2 separate regions of the Zea mays genome follow, and region 2 is linked to region 1. A link is a contact called in public Hi-C data. All regions are on one chromosome and are shown on one strand. Each heading gives the region's core, a stretch centred on a gene start, on an enhancer-like site or on the middle of the called end of the contact. The rest is flanking DNA. Distances are from core to core; before and after follow the strand shown. Region 1 holds the start of LOC100282509. Region 2 holds the start of LOC100217070.

What was found. Hi-C and Micro-C count contacts between places; a contact is called where the count stands out from the background.
Region 2: a contact with region 1 is called in a Hi-C map of ear, with 4 times the contacts expected there. The contact joins the promoter of LOC100217070 here to the promoter of LOC100282509 in region 1. A contact is called at or near these places in 2 of 25 Hi-C or Micro-C datasets (ear and tassel).

The regions. Positions count from the first base shown.
Region 1 is chr5:71,443,302-71,446,917 of Zm-B73-REFERENCE-NAM-5.0, forward strand. LOC100282509 reads right to left here and starts at 2,099. Exons shown (of 5, transcript NM_001156600.2): 1 at 1,686-2,099; 2 at 1,083-1,145; 3 at 595-675; 4 at 331-493. The coding sequence starts at 1,792.
Region 2 is chr5:71,978,507-71,981,703 of Zm-B73-REFERENCE-NAM-5.0, forward strand. LOC100217070 reads left to right here and starts at 1,776. Exons shown (of 12, transcript NM_001365860.1): 1 at 1,776-2,179; 2 at 2,327-2,357; 3 at 3,073-3,165. The coding sequence starts at 1,872. TRNAA-CGC (transfer RNA alanine (anticodon CGC)) reads left to right here and starts at 1,625; the gene lies at 1,625-1,697. LOC103626527 (a long non-coding RNA gene) reads right to left here and starts at 20. Exons shown (of 3, transcript XR_002261962.2): 1 at 1-20.

The DNA of each region.
Region 1 (3,616 bases), core at 849-3,348:
TCTCTAAACATGCATATTTGAAAATGACAAATCTAGTCTAGAAACTAATTTGGACCAAGCAATGGCCGCAGAAACATTGGGCATGATTGTGAGTTCAGTAGAACTAGGTTTGCCAGCTTGGAACCTTGTGCAGAAGCAGAAGACAAAAAATCATGCATTTTCAACAAGAAACGACAAGAGTTGTGACTTATGATTATCTTGAAGCAATAAAATTTCCCTTATCCAAGAAAAAAGACCTTAGAAGACATTGAGAAGCATGTGGAGGGCATCAAAGACTCTGAAATCCAGTAGAAAGATTAGTAAGAAGGATAGGCTGTATGAGGAAGATACCTTCAGATCCTTGATATTCTCCCGCAACTTCTCATTTGATTCCTTAAGCTTTTCTGCCTCACCTCTAAGTTGTGCCACCATACGGGCTGCATCACTCAATATATTTGCTTTATCTAACTTTGCTTCCTTACCAGGATTCATAATTGAACTTAATTCCAGGAACCTGCAATTCAAAATAACAGAAGAAAACTAAGATATGTGCAAGTAAGTGCATTCACCATTCCTTTCTTGAGCAATGGTTTCAGAGGTATCATATAATATTACCTGTCATTCAGCTTGTCCCTCCTCATTTTTTCACGGCAAGCTTTGGATGTTGGGCCAGATGAACATGGTTCATCTCTACCCCTGCACAGAACAAAGTATTTATATTATTATAGAGCAAAACATAAGGAACTGCCATGTACAAGTTGAATGCTATGTTCATAGTGTTGTGATTCCATTGGCAAGCATAAGAAAATGAAACACACCAGATCACATGGGAATTGAAATTTGATGCAAGATAATTTGACAGCAATATGCTATACAGCCACTATTATCTGATTGCATTTGCACACTTAAATGCCATACAATCTTGATGGCATTTTAGAACCTTTAAAGCCTAATGTTTCCTGCTTGGGGCTTGAACCCCATGAAAAGGAAGAACAGGATGCCCAAATAGACACACACACACACAGTGGACATGAACTTGACACAATTCAGCTACATGCATGTACTTGACAATCAGAATGAAGAGTAAGGACAAGACACAATACCTTTTCCCCAAATTAGATTGCTCAAATCCACAAGCATCTCCATGGATACCCTCAATCCCAAGTCTGCTACAATTGCAAAGTAAGTACCAAATTCCACACCAGGAAATACATACAGAGGAAATGAAAGTGCAGAGTAGCTGCTCAAGCATCTAATAAACTATTGTGCTGCTAGCATTTCAGTCAAAAGATAAGAAGAAAACGCCTAAGGGATCATGATAATGCAAACCAAGTAGCACTGCAGATTGCTGATTAATCTAAGTCGCATAATCGCATGACCATAGGTTAGGCTACAGAATGGCAGACTGAAAACTGGCAGATACACACAAGCCTTCCTCCTTTCCCTTGGACAGAAAAAAAAAAGAAAGATATATGCGCATGCTGTTTCGGTTAGCACATAGTTTTTAGAATCTACACCAGCCAAATCAAGCAACCAGTCTACCACCGCCCACAAAATTAAAACAAAACAAAACAAAAAAGGAATCCGCAGCGACAACGACCCTCGGGAGTATAAAACCCCATGCACCGGTCCGTAAGCCTAAACGCAGTCCACATGTAAGTATATACTAGGACGAGAAAGGGGTGCTCCGGTCGGCATCGCCGTACCCTCCGTCGTCGCAGAAGACGGCGACGAGATCTCCGTCGTCGCCGGCGCCGGCGCCGCCGAGGAGGAAGTCCTCCACGGGGTCTCGGCCTCCAGCGCAGTCCATCATCGTCGCAGTCGCCGCGGCGACCGGTCGGAGCAAGGCTAGGCTAGGGTTCCTTCCTCGGGGGCGGGCGGATGAGCGAGACGAGAGGTCGAGAACGAACCGGGCCGTCCGGTCGCGCGCTTTGCAGAGTGCCCCCTGGACGCTGCCCTGGCTGTTGTTAGCAAGGTCCTCGCCAGTCGTCACACCGAGGCGCGGGGGAGGGGCCCCCCAGTTTGGAATTTCGGGAGACGTGAGGGGGCTTGATGCGATTACGTTGGTGGACTGATGAGTGATGAGATATGGCCATGCGAAGAAGAATGGCCCGGCTGGCCCTCACAGTCACAGCAAGCGCGTGGAGTGACTTGACAGTGATGGGCCGTAGTGGACGAAGTATATATATGGGCGTGTTCGGCTGGCTGCAAGCCGACACTGTTGCAGCTGTTTGGACTGCTGCAGCTGCAATCCATAGAGAGAAAAATACTGTAGAACCCGCAGCCGCAGCCGGATTGCAGCCGCAGCAAGCCGCAGCGAACAAGCTGTATATTTTTTATGGTGGGCTTACTCCTACAAAACGGATCCGGTTCCCTTCACCAACCAACTTGGCCGGGCTGTTTTCCAGAGCCCAATATCTTCTGTTTGTGTTGTTTCGGGCTGTCACTCGTTGCAGCAAAACGATGTCATCAGGTGTGAGTGTGACCGTGACATGCAAACCAACTGATGCCTTTGTTCTCCCACCAACTCTTTTTTTTCTTTTTCTTTATCTTTACGAGAGAACAAATGCCTTGAGGAGTTGACACAAGCGGGGAGAAAGCAGGAGCTGACATTTCCTCACACTGATCAGATCACACACTCCCACTGAATTTTCCTCCAGACACTCCCATCGAGTTTTTTTTTTCTCCTTAGATCTTCAGCTTACAAGAAACGCAACTCTCCCGGTCAGAGGGCGGCAGTTGGGCCCAGCCCAAGTCTGCGTAGGGACATGATTATTCGGCTAGCAAAAAGGAGAGCAACTTCCTAGCTCTGGCAAACAGGGAGACAACAGATGGAAGCAGGATGCTGCTCCATTCACCCCTCAAGAAAAATTTGCAATCGGTCCAAGTGCTGCCTGCAGATTCCCTCCATCTGCATGCCTCTGCTTTATACCCGCTACCTCTCTCTCTCTCTCTCTCTCTCTCTCTCTCTCTCATACACACACACGGCAAAGCAAAATGTTCCATGGATGGATGGGATGGAATTGATGGACGGATTCCCAGACCAAGAGTGCAACAAGGGAAGGGAAGGGACTGCAAATCAAACACCTGGAGATGTGCCGGGCAAATCTGCCAGTTGCTGGGCATCATTACTCACTAAGCTAGATGCGTGATCCACTACCGCCACCCTAATTGCGTCTCATCAACTCAACGATAAATAAAAAAGGATTACCCGCTTTCTGTCTGAATTAATTAGAAAAGGGCCCAGCTCAGGACTAATGGAGAGATAGAGATGATTGTCTGATCTTCTTGACTAGTGCTTCCCCCTTTTCCGCAAACAATGTTTTTGGCTGCACTATGATTATCTTCAACACTTTACACATTCTCGTACTCATATTAAAATTACACTCTGCAAACAGTGCAGTCTATAATACAAAACACCATCTAAGTTTGTGAAGTTATTGTTGTACAGTACAAGTCTGCCCTAGGGGAAATAACAAATGGGTACGATAAAAGATAGACAAGTTTTATCATTATCATTAAAAAGAACATACAAGAGAAGAATTATATCTTAGATGTTACAAGATGCATGAATTACAGAGAAGGCAACCGAGAAAATCTCAGCAAAATCTAGGGGCCTTGCCTTTCGGCATACACA
Region 2 (3,197 bases), core at 526-3,025, 530 kb after region 1:
GGTCGAAGTCAGTGTACAGCATGGGGAAGTCGTTGGGTGGAGAAGAGGTATCTATATAAGATTATCCGCAGCCATTTTCTCTAAATTTTCCCCTATATTATTTTTGTGTTACATCATCAACATTTCATCATCTGCGTTTTTATCTTCCGCAATGATCCCCTATATTTTCCCTTATACTCACTATAACCATAAAATATCATTTATTATACTTACTTTTCATGTACTAAATTTTTCATCTACTGATAATTACTCGTGGACCTAGTGCTGCAACTTGGGCCGTGCCGGCCGAGCCCGTCGTGCTTCGGGCCTCAGTTAGTCGGGCCTAGCAAGCACGAAATAGAATCAGGTCGTACTTTATCGGGCCTAGTGAGTAAAAATAAGGCACAGCACGGCACTAAAACACGACGGGCTTCCGTCGGGCTGTGCTGGCCCAGGCACGGCACGTATCGGCCTCTGCATCTCGGTCGCTGTCGGGCTGCTGCGTCTTCGGCCTTCCCCTCCTTTTTCTCTACAGCCAGCCACATGCACGCAAGGAAATTCAAATGGGCTGCCACGCCGCAGGCTTTTGCATGCCCCCCGCCCCCGCGCGTGGAAATTCAAATGGGCTAAGACACAAAAGATCCTGTTTTAGAGACAGAAAAGTTTGGGCCGCGCGTGGAAATCGGCCTTTTGCATCCTCCCTGTAGCACGCCGCTGCTGAGACAGAGCGCAAGAGGGATAGAGCGCAGTGCCGGGCTGGCCAATAAAAATCGTGTCGGGCTGGCCCGAGCACGGCCCACGAAGGCGTGCCAGGCTACTTGGGCCGTCGGGCCACCAGCTGAAGCACGGCCCGGCCCGTCTAACGTGCCGTGCTAGCCCGGTTTTTTCTAATTCGTGCTGGGCCGGGCTACGTGCCTTATATTTCGTGCCGGGCTCGTGCTGGCCTAGTAAGCACGGCCCAAACTTGCAGGACTACGTGGACCCACTGCTACAGGAATGAACAGTGCTAGGGTGTGAATAGTGAAACACTATATCCAGAGGGAGAAAGAAGGGGGCGGCTCGTAGGGGCCCTGCAGGGGTAGCGCTGCGGGCGTGAAGCGCCCCTTGCAGGCGCCATGCAAGGGGAGAGGGCTGGTGCAGCCAGCCTAAGCTACTTTCGCAGGCGGCGGACAGTGGTGAGCGGGCAGGCGAAGATTGGATTTGGACTTGGAGTTTCCAGTTTCACTTGTGTTGTGTGGAGGCTGGACTGGAGCTTTGGAGGCCTATCAGGCTTGACAGTTTTGGGCCTGACGGGGTGACGACCGACGGATGACCGGGTTATATCCGAGTTAAATTCGAAAATATCCCGACTGAATATGGGATCTTGACAATCTGAACGAAAAAGTACTTCCATTAATATCCCGCTCCCGCATACTTCCAACCCGGAATCCATCTAGAATCTGTATTTTTCCGAAAATTTAAACATGAACGTGTTAAATATAGAAAATAGGTCGAGTCAGAATTTTTTACGTCCGTTTTTATCCCTCTAGATGGCAGGGGACCTCGGGTGGAATGGGCCTCAAACAGTCAAACTGATCGGTGTTGATAAATGTAACTTTGCGGCGAATTAAAAAGAACATATAACTAATTAAACTCTCGTCATAACGGGGGTGTAGCTCATATGGTAGAGCGCTCGCTTCGCATGCGAGAGGCACGGGGTTCGATTCCCCGCACCTCCATTTTTATTTTTTATTCCTCGGCACACCCTAAATATTAATCATGGTCCCACCTGGCAGTAGACTCGATTGGCCCCTGCGCCTCGCGGTAGCGTGCGGCTGTGCCGTCGACCCGTCGTCTCCTTTCTCCTCCACTCCTCGTCGCAGGCGGCATAACGGAGCGCACGCACGCACGCAATGGCCATGGCCGCCCCGCCACCCACGGCTCTCTGCGCCCGCCGCTTCCGGCCCCACCACTTCGCATACTCCTCCCCCGCCACGCTCCGCCTACCCACGGCCTCCTCCTCCTCACAGCTCCGGCGCCGCCGCCGGCTAGCCGTCTCCCCGCGCGCGGACGCGGCGACCGGGACGGGGGATGTGGAGGCGCTCAGGGCCGGGGTGTCCGTGTACAAGCCGCGGTCCTACGACGTGCTCGTCACCGACGCGGCTCGCTCCCTCGCCTGCGCCATCGACGACGGCAAGACCCGGCTCGAGATCGAATTCCCGTGAGCTAACCTCGCTCCCCCGCGCTACCTTCGCTTGCTGCCACCGTTCCTGCACTATCTTCTCATTCTCAGTTTCCTTGTTGGTTCATGCCATGCCGACGGCTCCTGCTTCCCTACCGTGGCGATATAACATACCATATCAAAAAGGCCTCTGCCAAGCAGCATCTCTTCTTACAAGGTATATCTATCTACTCATCGCTTTATGTCCGTGCATCGCTTTATCTTTTATTTTTCTTTTTTTCGAGAAAAGGTTTCCACCGTTTTATTTATTGACCCTAAAGCGTTCAAGACAGCGATTACAGCAGAAGTTTTTTTTTTTTTTTTTTGCAAACTCATTAGCCCTCTCCTCCAGGCCAATAGACAGCAGACCACTCCTATCATAGTTGATTTTCATGCCTGTCACATGTTTATAGCACACTAACAGCCACTTTAAATTCTTAGCTTTTCCAATACCATCTTCTAGAAGCAGACCACTTTAAATCTTAAAGATACAATTGATAAGACTGATAGGTCTAAACTTCTCAAGGTCTGGCATCTTGTTCTTTAGGGATCAAAGTTATCATTGCATAATTCAGTCTATCCAAGTTCAGGTCATCAGTAGGTCACCCTCTTCAAATTTTCTAACAAGGTTGATTACATCCCCTTTAATCTGCTCCCCAAAAGCTTGGTAAAAAAGGAATGCATCACTCTATCTACACACTACTCTTTTTCTTTAATTTAATTACTTATATGGTATCGTGACATAAATAAACATGAAAGGAAGAAGGCCAATGGCTATCACTTAATCATTAGTTCATTACTGTATTGGGGGGGAGGGTTATATGCCACTGCTCTATTCTCTGTCTATCTCAGCTGCTCTGTTTCGATCTGATCATCCTGCCGGACTCCTGCAGGGCTCCTCAGATGAGTTCATCGATGCCAACATCCAGCTTGCTCTCGTTGTTGCTAGGAAGCTCAAAGAGCTCAAGGGGACTAGGTCTTGTATAGTAAGTTCAAGCTTCACACGCTATCCTCCCTG